Linked DNA regions of Sus scrofa: region 1 is linked to region 2. Evidence: chromatin contacts called from public HiChIP or PLAC-seq data. All regions are on one chromosome and are shown on one strand. The core of a region is the stretch at or near the end of the contact, and the rest is flanking DNA. Distances in the headings are between cores, read along the strand shown.

Region 1 (4,744 bases), core at 2,070-4,569, 190 kb before region 2:
GATTTGAACCCAGCAGCCTGGCTCTGAGACCAAGTTGTTAGTCACCAGCCTAGACCACGTCAATGGCTGGGGAAGGTGCCCCCTCCATAGCTACCTCTCAGGGCATGATAGCCATGTTCAGAGCTGTCTGATCTCCAAGGGCAGCATCATAACTGCCCTGCTCAGGGCCACTCAAGGTATACTTGACATCTACTGAGCACCTACTTTGTCTGAGCCTGAGCAAACCTATTTTATGTTATGTTATGCTATGCTATGCTATGCCATGCCATGCTATGCTATGCTATGTTATGGTTTTTTTAGGCCCACACCTGTGGCATATGGAAGTTCCCAGGCTAAGGGTCAAATTGGAGCTGTGGCCACCCTACACCACAACCACAGCAATGTTGCACCTTTGCAACCTACATCACAGCTCACGGCAACACCAGATCCTTAACCCACTGAACAAGGCCAGGGATTGAACCCACATCCTCATGGATACTAATTGGGTTCTTTTTTTTTTGTCTTTTTTGCCATTTTTGGGGCCACTCCCACAGCATATGGAGGTTCCAAGGCTAGGGGTCAAATCGGAGCAGTAGCCACTGGCCTACATCAGAGCCACAGCAATGCGGAATCCAAGCGGAGTCTGCGACCTCCACCACAGCTCATGGCAACACCAGACCATTAACCAACTGAGCAAGGCCAAGGATAGAACCGGCATCCTCATGGATACTAGTCAGACTCTTAACTCACTGAGCCACAAAAGGAACTCCAGCAGTGAGCCATAGTGCCCTACCCAGGCCTCATACCTCCTACTTCTGCCTCCTCCTCCCTCACCTTGTGCGTGCTGTTCTTCTGGGAGCCCAGGGCCTTAACCAGAACCCGGCTGGGCTCCACTCCCAGCTGCCGCAGGTCCCACAGGTTGACATTGCGATCTCGGGAGCCCGAAAGGCAAAGTGTCCCACCCTGGGAGGGAAGTGAGGTGGTGACGTTGGGGTCACTCTGACCCATCATTGCCTGGCCCTCCACCAACTCCCCCCCGCCACCTCACCTGGATCAGCAGCACTGAGTCAATGGAAGCAAAGTGCCCATCAGCCAGGCAGAAGTACTCAGCCCAGCGACCATCCTCTGCCCAACGGGACAGGTGCTGCTCCAGCTCAATGCAGGCCGCCGGCCAATCAAAGTCCTCCCCTGTGGGACGCAATAGCAGGGTCCCCAGTGGGCAGGAACCCTGCCACCCACATCAGCTGTCCAAGCTCACCCCTGGCTTCCAGAGAGCATGATCTGACCAGACTTGAAGAGAATCCCACCTGGATCCCTTACCCCACCCAAGGAGGCCCGGGCTCTAGCTTTGGGACCACCAGCCTTCCCACCTGTGAGCAGGTCTAGGACTACTCCTTACCCAGTTTCCAGACATTGGGTAACTGGAATTCCAGGGTCACCCTCCCAGGCCTCATTCCCCAACTCAAGTCTGGGGGATAGCAGCCTCAGGCTGAAGTCCAACCTTGGCTTTCCAACCCACAAGAACTTGGACTTCATAACTAACCCTTCCTGCCTCGGTCATGTGAACTACACCCAGGAAAGTGTTTCCCAAACTAGTAGTATCACAAACCTGGGAGTCTGGTCTTGATGAAGAACCCAAGTCCATGACTCAAGCATCTATGTTTACCAAGCTGTTTAGTAAAGTCCCATCGATTCAAAGTTACCAAGTTGTGGAGTTCCTGTCGTGGCGCAGTGGTTAACGAATCCGACTAGGAACCATGAGGTTGCGGGTTTGGTCCCTGCCCTTGCTCAGTGGGTTAACGATCCGGCATTGCCGTGAGCTGTGGTGTAGGTTGCAGACACGGCTCGGATCCCGCGTTGCTGTGGTGGCGTAGGGCGGTGGCTACAGATCCAATTCGACCCCTAGCTTAGGAACCTCCATATGCCGCAGGAGCGGCCGGAAGAAATAGCAAAAAACAAAACAAAACAAAAACAAAACAAAACAAAAAAACAAAGTTACCAAGTTGTCATATCCTCTAGGGACCAAAGACCTTGAGGGCAGGAGGAATGACCACCAACCCCTGCCTAAGATCACAGGTTAGACCCTGGGCTCAAGGGCCTATGATCACTGGCATCAGGGATACCAACCTCTAAACCCTAGCTTATGTTCAAGGTTTAAGGCTCTGGATCTGACTCCCTGCCTCACCCCTACCTACATCAAGACTATAGGGGTAAGAAGCTTTGGTATCACCAGTTGCTATCTTAGCATCTAGACCCAGAACCTGGGAATTCCTGGGATTGCTCTAAGCCCCTAGAAGATTCTGACAGACTGAGACACCCAAGCCTAAGGATCAATCGTTGGATCCTGAGTTCAGGGACCCCAGCTCCTCAGGTAGGTTTCCACAGTCTCAGGACTCTAAGTATCTGCCTCATGGTCCACCCCGAGGTCGGGGGCTTTGGTACCACCAGTAGTCTCACGGAACCCCTGGACTCTCTCCCCTGCCCCAAGCCTGACCTGGGAGGGCGACCCTGGCCCCCGGTCGCTCGCACCTTCCACCACTGGGTAGGGCGCGCGTACGCGGCGCTGCGCGCGTAGCCTCCAGGTGACATGGTCACGCACGAGGTCGCGCAGCGTGTGGCACACGAGCGGCAGGACGTGGAGCACAAGGCGCGCGTCGAGGTAGGCGCAGATCTCGAGCAGCAGCTCCGGGGGGAGGCTCAACAGGCCCGGAACCGCCACAGCCGGGCCCTTGGACGCGGCCCGCGGCTCCAGAGCGCCAAGAGACACGGCGGGAGCCGGCAGCGGAGGGGTGCGCGGGGGCGCCAGCCCGAGTTTCGGAGGACTGAGCACGCGGGCCACGTAAGCTTCGGCCTGCGCGTCTGGGTCAGGCTCCAGCTCCAGGTCAGAGTCATCGTCCCAGGCGCAAGGATCGTCGCGCGGCCCTGGAGGCAGCTCCATGGCGACCGGGTGGGCGCGGCCCGCCGGGCCCTGTCAGCGGCTGGGCAAGCGTCCTGTCTCCTAGGCAGCGCGAGGGCACTTCCGGCGCTACCTAATGACGATACGGCGCCAACCGGAAGCGATCGGCTCGCGGGGAGACTGGATGCGTAGTAGAAGTCAGCTTGCTGAGGGTGTCTTCTTCTCCAGCTGCGCCTGGCTTGGACTGGGAAATGCAGTCCTGTTTCCTCCGGTTTTTAAGCAAGTATTTCTGATAGTGCTACCGAAGAGGGCCAGCGGACACTGGCTTGAAAAACAGCCCTTTCGAAGGCACTTCTCAAAAGTGACACTGGGAGTTCCCGTCGTGGCGCAGTGGTTAACGAATCCGACTAGAAACCATGAGGTTGCGGGTTCGGTCCCTGCCCTTGCTCAGTGGGTTAACGATCCGGCGTTGCCGTGAGCTGTGGTGTAGGCTGCAGACACGGCTCGGATCCCACGTTGCTGTGGTTCTGGCGTAGGCCGGTGGCTACAGCTCCGATTCAACCCTCCATATGCCGCGGGAGCGGCCCAAGAAATAGCAAAAAAAAAGACAAAAAAAAAAAAAAAAAAGTGACACTGACCTTAGAAATGTATATCCCTTTTCCTGGTTCGCAGTTTCTGGGCATGCTACCAACTCAAACTCCTGTCTTTCCTTCTGGAACCAGAAACATGCAGTTAGACTGCATGTAACTCTATGAAAGTTAACGCTGAATTATCATCCTATTTTAAAAAGCACCTCATTTCCCGGCAGCCCCTTTTGCTCCAGTGTTATTCTCAAGCAGCACTAGCTGTTGCCGCGCCTGACTTCTCATATCCATGAAGATCCTTGCTCAAATCACTCCTCCCACCCCGTCTTTTTAGAGCCACACCCGCAGCATGTGGAGGTTCCCAGGCTAGGGGTCGAATCAGAGCTATAGCCACTGGCCTATGCCACAGCCATGTGAGATGGGAGCTGCGTGTCTGCAGCCTACACCACAGCTCAAGGAAACGCTGGATCCTTAACCCACTGAGCAAGGTCAGGGATGGAACCTGTGTCCTCATGGATACTAGTCAGATTCGTTTCTGCTGAGCTACAAAGGGAACTCCTCAAGTCACCTTTCTAAAGTATCCTACTGTTAAACACTGCGACCATTTTCCATAACATTCTTTCTCCCCTCCTCACTGCATTTTTTTCTTTACAGAACACATCACTTTCAGTTTTGCTTTAGTTCTTCTCACTAAAAATGCACACAATGGGAGTTCCCATCGTAGCTCAGCGGTTGGCAAACCCAACTAGCATCCATGAGGACGTGGGTTCAATCCCTGGCTTTGCTCAGTGAGTTAAGGATCTGGCGTTGCCATGAGCTGTGGTGCAGGTCACAGACGTGGCTCAGATCCCGAGTTGCTGTGGCTGTGGCACAGGCCGGTGGCTGCAGCTCTGATTAAACTCCTAAGCCTGAGACTTTCATATGCCGTGGGTGCAGCCCTAAGAAAACAAAAGACAAATAAATAAAAATGCACACACTCAGTTGAACAAATGCTGGTTGTGTGTCAGCAATAAATTTTCCCCAGCTGATGCAGGTGCTCCTTGGGCTGTCCTGAGGTTGCAACAAGATTTTGTTGAGGCATGTGTTCCCAGAGGAGCAATTTTTCATTTGCCTTTCATTGTCCCTATTTACATATGTCCCACAGACTTGGTGCTGGGTTGAGCCCTCTACAAAAAGTCTAACCATTGCTGTGGCTGTGGTATATGCCAGCAGCTGTAGCTCCTATTGGACCCCTAGCCTGGGAACCTCCATATGCCACAAGTGTGGCCCTAAAAAGCAAAGCAAA
Region 2 (4,844 bases), core at 1,435-3,934:
AGTGGGTTAAGGATCTGGTGTTTCTGTGAGCTGCGGTGTAGGTCACACAGTTCAGATCTGGTGTTGCTGTGGCTGTGGCCATAGCTCTAATTTGACCCCTAGCTTGAGAGCTTCCATATGCCACAAGTATGGCCCCAAAGAAAAAAAAATTCACATCTCCCAGGATGAGGTAAGGTACTAAAGATGTTACCTGCCTTGCAAAGAACAAATCATCCCTTTTGAACCTAGAAGTTTTGTTTTGTTTGGTCTTTTTGCCATTTCTAGGGCTGCTTCTGCCACATAGGGAGGTTCCCAGGCCAGGGGTCCAATCGGAGCTGTAGCTACTGGCCCACACCAGAGCCATAGCAATGTGGGGTCCAAGCCACATCTGCAACCTACACCACAGCCCACGGCAACACCGGATCCCCAACCCACTGAGCTAGGCCAGGGATCGAACCCGAAACCTCATGGTTCCTAGTTGGATTCGTTAACCACTGAGCCATGACGGGAACTCCTTTTGCCGGGCGGGGGGGGGGAGGAGGAAGAGTGCTGCGCCCCGTGGCATGTGGAAGTTCCCAGGTCAAGGATCAAACTCATGCCACAGCAGTGATGACTCTGGATCCTTAACTCGCTGAGCCATGAGGGAACTCTTGGAAAAGAGTTTTAAGGTCTCAGGTGAAACGATTTCTCTCCACATCTCGGTACCCAGAGTGTCAGAGAAGGACCCCAGGGGTCCACATTATATGCAGGATATACCCCTTAGGCTCTATGAAGAGGATGGATTTAGGTCACCCTAAAAGGGAGCAAGGCTGGGTGGGGCCCAAAGGGCCTAGCTCCCCTTTCATTTTAATTCCTACCTCTGTGACATTAGGAAAGTTGCTTAACCTCTCTGAGCAACTTTTACTATCCATGAGAGAAGAGTGTAGTGGACTCTACCTCAGAGTTGTTTTTAAGAGCAACTAAATTAACACACAGAAAGGATGTACAGAACTTAGCATGCAGCAAATGCTGTGTGCGTTCCAATAACTACTACTATTGTTCGTATTACTGTCATCATCCTTAGATTGAACTACATTAAATTGTGACTACTTGGTTAACGAACCGACTAGGAACCATGGGGTTGCGGGTTTGATCCCTGGCCTTGCTCAGTGGGTTAACGATCCGGCGTTGCTATGAGCTGTGGTGTAAGTCACAGACGCGGCTCGGATCCCGCATTGCTGTGGCTCTGGTGTAGGCCGGCGGCTGCAGCTCTGATTGGACCCCTAGCCTGGGAACCTCCATATGCCACAGGAGCAGCCCAAGAAATGGCAAAAAGACAAAAAAAAAAAAAAAAAAAAATTGTGACTACTTAGACATCTGTAAACAACAGATGTCAACTTCACCTCAATCAAGGTGCTGTCATCCCACATACCATAGCTTCAATTCCTGTTTGCACTGAGAACCTCAGACTTTATAGCCTGAGTGCCTGATTGCAAACCCAGATTTGCTTATTCCTTCTAGTGACATTGATCAAGTTTCTGACCACAGCTTAGAAGTTGACACATCTGCAAAATGGGGATAATAGTGCCATCATCCTAATATTACATCAAAGACTGGATCATAAATAAAGCTGAGACCAGAGTGTGGCACTGATTATGAGCCTGATGAATAAAAAGCCCAGATCTGTTTTCTCAGTCCCAGCCACTTGGATCCAGTCTCCTGGGTGGCTGACAGGTCTCTTAGCATCCTTCCTTTCTGGCTCCATCGCCCTTCATTTGTCCAAGTCGGAAGGCTGGGGTTTAGCTGTGCTCCCCTTACCTTGTCGTGAATCTCATTTCATTCTTTCTCTTGAATCCCTTCTCCATTCCAGTTGCCTCCCTTCAACCGAGGACCATATTCTCTACTTTGAGGATGCAGCAGCCTCTGCCTTTGTCCCTTCACCTCCAGTCCCACCCCTGCCAATCCTTCCCCAAAGTGATGTAGGCAGTACAAACATCTGAGTGGCTCCAGCTCCTGCCATGGCCCCTGTGAGATAAAGACCTAGAAGGCCTTGCAAATTCTGGCTCTGCTGGTGTTTTTCATCACCTACCTCCACATCCCATCAATTCCTAAAGTGCCATGGTTTTTCTCCTAAATGCGGAAACCCGACTTAGCTATCACCGCTTTTGGGATGCTCTCCCTGCTCCTCAAGGCCAGCTCAGCTGTCACCTCTGAATTCTCTGTATTTCTCCTTCATCACTCTGGTCACTTGAGTTTATCTATTAGACCGCAATCTCCATGACGGCACCAACTGCGTCTTTTTCGTCCACCATCACACTACCCACCCTCTCAGCCTCAATGGACATTTACTGCAGTAGGAACGTCCGGGCCCTCATTTATTCCTGACTCCCCGCCTGCGCACCCTGGGCTGGACACATATACAACTACCCCTAACCAGGCCTGACAGAGTTTGTTCTGGAGGCAGAGACACCTGGCAAGGGAACTGCAGATGCAAAAGCCAGGAGGCCCGGCTTGAAGGGCCCGGCTCACCTCGCCCAGTGTCTGCAGGCTCTTCACGGCACCCACCACAGCCTGGTGTTCTAAACCCAGCTGGGCTGCCACCTCTGCGCTGTCCAGGCCGCCATCAGCCGCCTCCAGCCGCCGCAGCAACACCTCCGGCACCGGACCGTCGGCCATGGCTGCTCCCAGTGCGCACGGCGTGTCCCTGCCGGCGGCCAGGGCAACCGGAAGCGGAACCGGCGTCCAGAGCGTTCGTCGCCATCTTGTGTGTGGCGGATCATGTCGTCGGGTCGGTACACCGCCATCTTGGGTGTGTCACTTGAACTCCAGAGCGAGTTAGGAGCCCAGACCTAGCTGGACTAGTGGCGTCTGGTTGACCAGAAGGGTCAAATCGATGCTGTCAACCACAGACTCACAGCATTGGGGGCGGGGTCAGCGTTGGCCACGATTGTGGCAAGCAGAAGTTCCTGGACCAGGGCTGGAACTTGCACCACAACAAGTGACCAGAGCCACAGTAGTGACAATGTTGGATCCTTAACTGCTAGGCCACCAGGGAGCTCCTCACAGTGTTGTTTTAAGCTTCTTCCAGCCCCATCTTCAGCAAGCTCCGTGACTTTGACCTTTCCCCTCTCTGGGCCTCAGAGCACTGTGCCCTTGGGGGATTCTTTTATAACCCACAAGAGGGCTGTGGGTGGTGGGCTGGCTCCAGACACAATCATCCTGCTGATGTCAACTACTTTGAAATGTTCAAAGGGAGGCTGGATAGGGACCAACCCTATTTATAGAGGGAGAAGGACTCAGTTAAGAGTCAAGGTAGCAGCTAATCTGTGTGGACAGTATCCCATACATCCAGGCCAGTGCTAAGTGCTTCGGGTTTGCTATTTCATTTTCCCAAAAACTGTATGATATATACCAATATAATCTCCACTTCACAGATGTGAAAACCGAGGCTTGGACAGAGATATGCCTTGTCTAAGGTTCTGCAAGGTGGAGATGGTGTGAGAAATTATAAACACCTCAGAGCCTGCCCTCTCCACCCCCTCTTTGCCCCAATGCTTTGAGAAGACCTATGTCAGGGAAATAATTTGTAGCATAGATCAGTGCTCACCTATAGAGATATAATTTGAGATGCAAATGTAATCTTACACTTCCTTGTAGCAATGTTAAAAACAAAAGGGGTGAAATTAATTTGAAGACTTTACAGAACCTAAAGTGTCCGAATTATTATTTCAACACTTAATATAAAAATACCAGAGAGTTCCCGTTGTGGCTCAGCAGGTTACAAGCCAACTAATATCCATGAAGATGCGGGTTCAATCCCTGGCCTCACTCAGTGGGTTAAGGATGTAGCGTAGCTTACAAATGAAGCTTAGATCTGGTCTTGCTGTGGTGTAGGCTGGCAGCTGCAGCTCCGATTCAGCCCCTAGCCTAGGAACTTCCAAACGCGGAAGATGTGGCCCTAAAAAGAAAAAAAAATTTTTTTTGAGTGTGGATTGTGTGTTAGGTGCTATTTTAAGCAGTATGCATTTACTTATTTAGCCATCATAATTGTTATTTGAGCCTGGAAAATGGGGTTACTGATATCCCCCTGTCTGGACTTTCAGTAAAGTCTTAACAAAAACTCAGAATGTACCCATCAAGGTCTCTCTCTCTCTCTCTTTTTTTTTGCCACAGCTGGCATGTATAAATTTCCAGCTAGGGATGGAATAGGAGTTGCAGCTGCCAGCCTACACCATAGCCACAGCCACCCCAGATCCCAGCTGCATCTGTGAACTTCACTGCCGCTTGAGGCAATGCCAGATCCTTAACCAACTGAGCAAGGCCAGGGAATGAACCTGCATCTTCACAGACAGTGCATCGGGTTCTTAACCCACTGGGCTACAATGGGAACTCTCTCAAAATCTCCTTCTAACTTCAAAATGCTTTACCCATTTTTGTTTAATTCTAGCAAGAACCCTTCTTTCCTTCCTTCTGTCACACATAAAGTAGGTTTTAAGTTTGTTCTGTGACAGGTGCTGCAGAACACCTGCAGGGGGATTGTGAGGTTAACAGGTACAGTGTCTACCTTCTGGCAGGAAGCACCAAGACCACATGTCCATGACACATGTGAAAGGGAGGGAAAGCAAGTCACTGGAAGTTCCTTTGGGGTCCTGGGGGGGATGGGGCAGGAGGGGTGCAGGTTGGGCACCCCTACTGGATACTGCCTTGGGGAAGGGGCAGAACCACAACTTCTCCAAGATCCCTCATTCCTCCCTTTTCTGAGTTCCCACCACTAGAGGGGAAGCACCCCTACCTACCCTCCTTCCAAAGTTCCCTCCCACTTCCCAGGTCCAGAGCCTATTTGCTCATAGTTTGGGAAACCCCCAGCTCTCCTTCCTCCTTCCTGT

Evidence for each region. HiChIP or PLAC-seq counts read pairs in DNA pulled down with a chosen protein or histone mark.
Region 1: a contact with region 2 is called in an H3K27ac HiChIP or PLAC-seq map of alveolar macrophages. The contact joins the promoter of FBXW9 here to the promoter of FARSA in region 2. A contact is called at or near these places in 1 of 5 promoter capture datasets (fetal liver), 3 of 47 Hi-C or Micro-C datasets (heart right ventricle, liver and skeletal muscle) and 1 of 2 datasets of contacts at active chromatin or transcription factors (alveolar macrophages).

What each region holds. Positions count from the first base shown.
Region 1 is chr2:66,289,422-66,294,165 of Sscrofa11.1, reverse strand. FBXW9 (F-box/WD repeat-containing protein 9) reads right to left here and starts at 3,319. Exons shown (of 9, transcript XM_013990609.2): 1 at 2,509-3,319; 2 at 1,028-1,167; 3 at 814-942. The coding sequence starts at 2,917.
Region 2 is chr2:66,103,233-66,108,076 of Sscrofa11.1, reverse strand. FARSA (phenylalanine--tRNA ligase alpha subunit) reads right to left here and starts at 2,684. Exons shown (of 13, transcript XM_003123337.4): 1 at 2,488-2,684. The coding sequence starts at 2,634.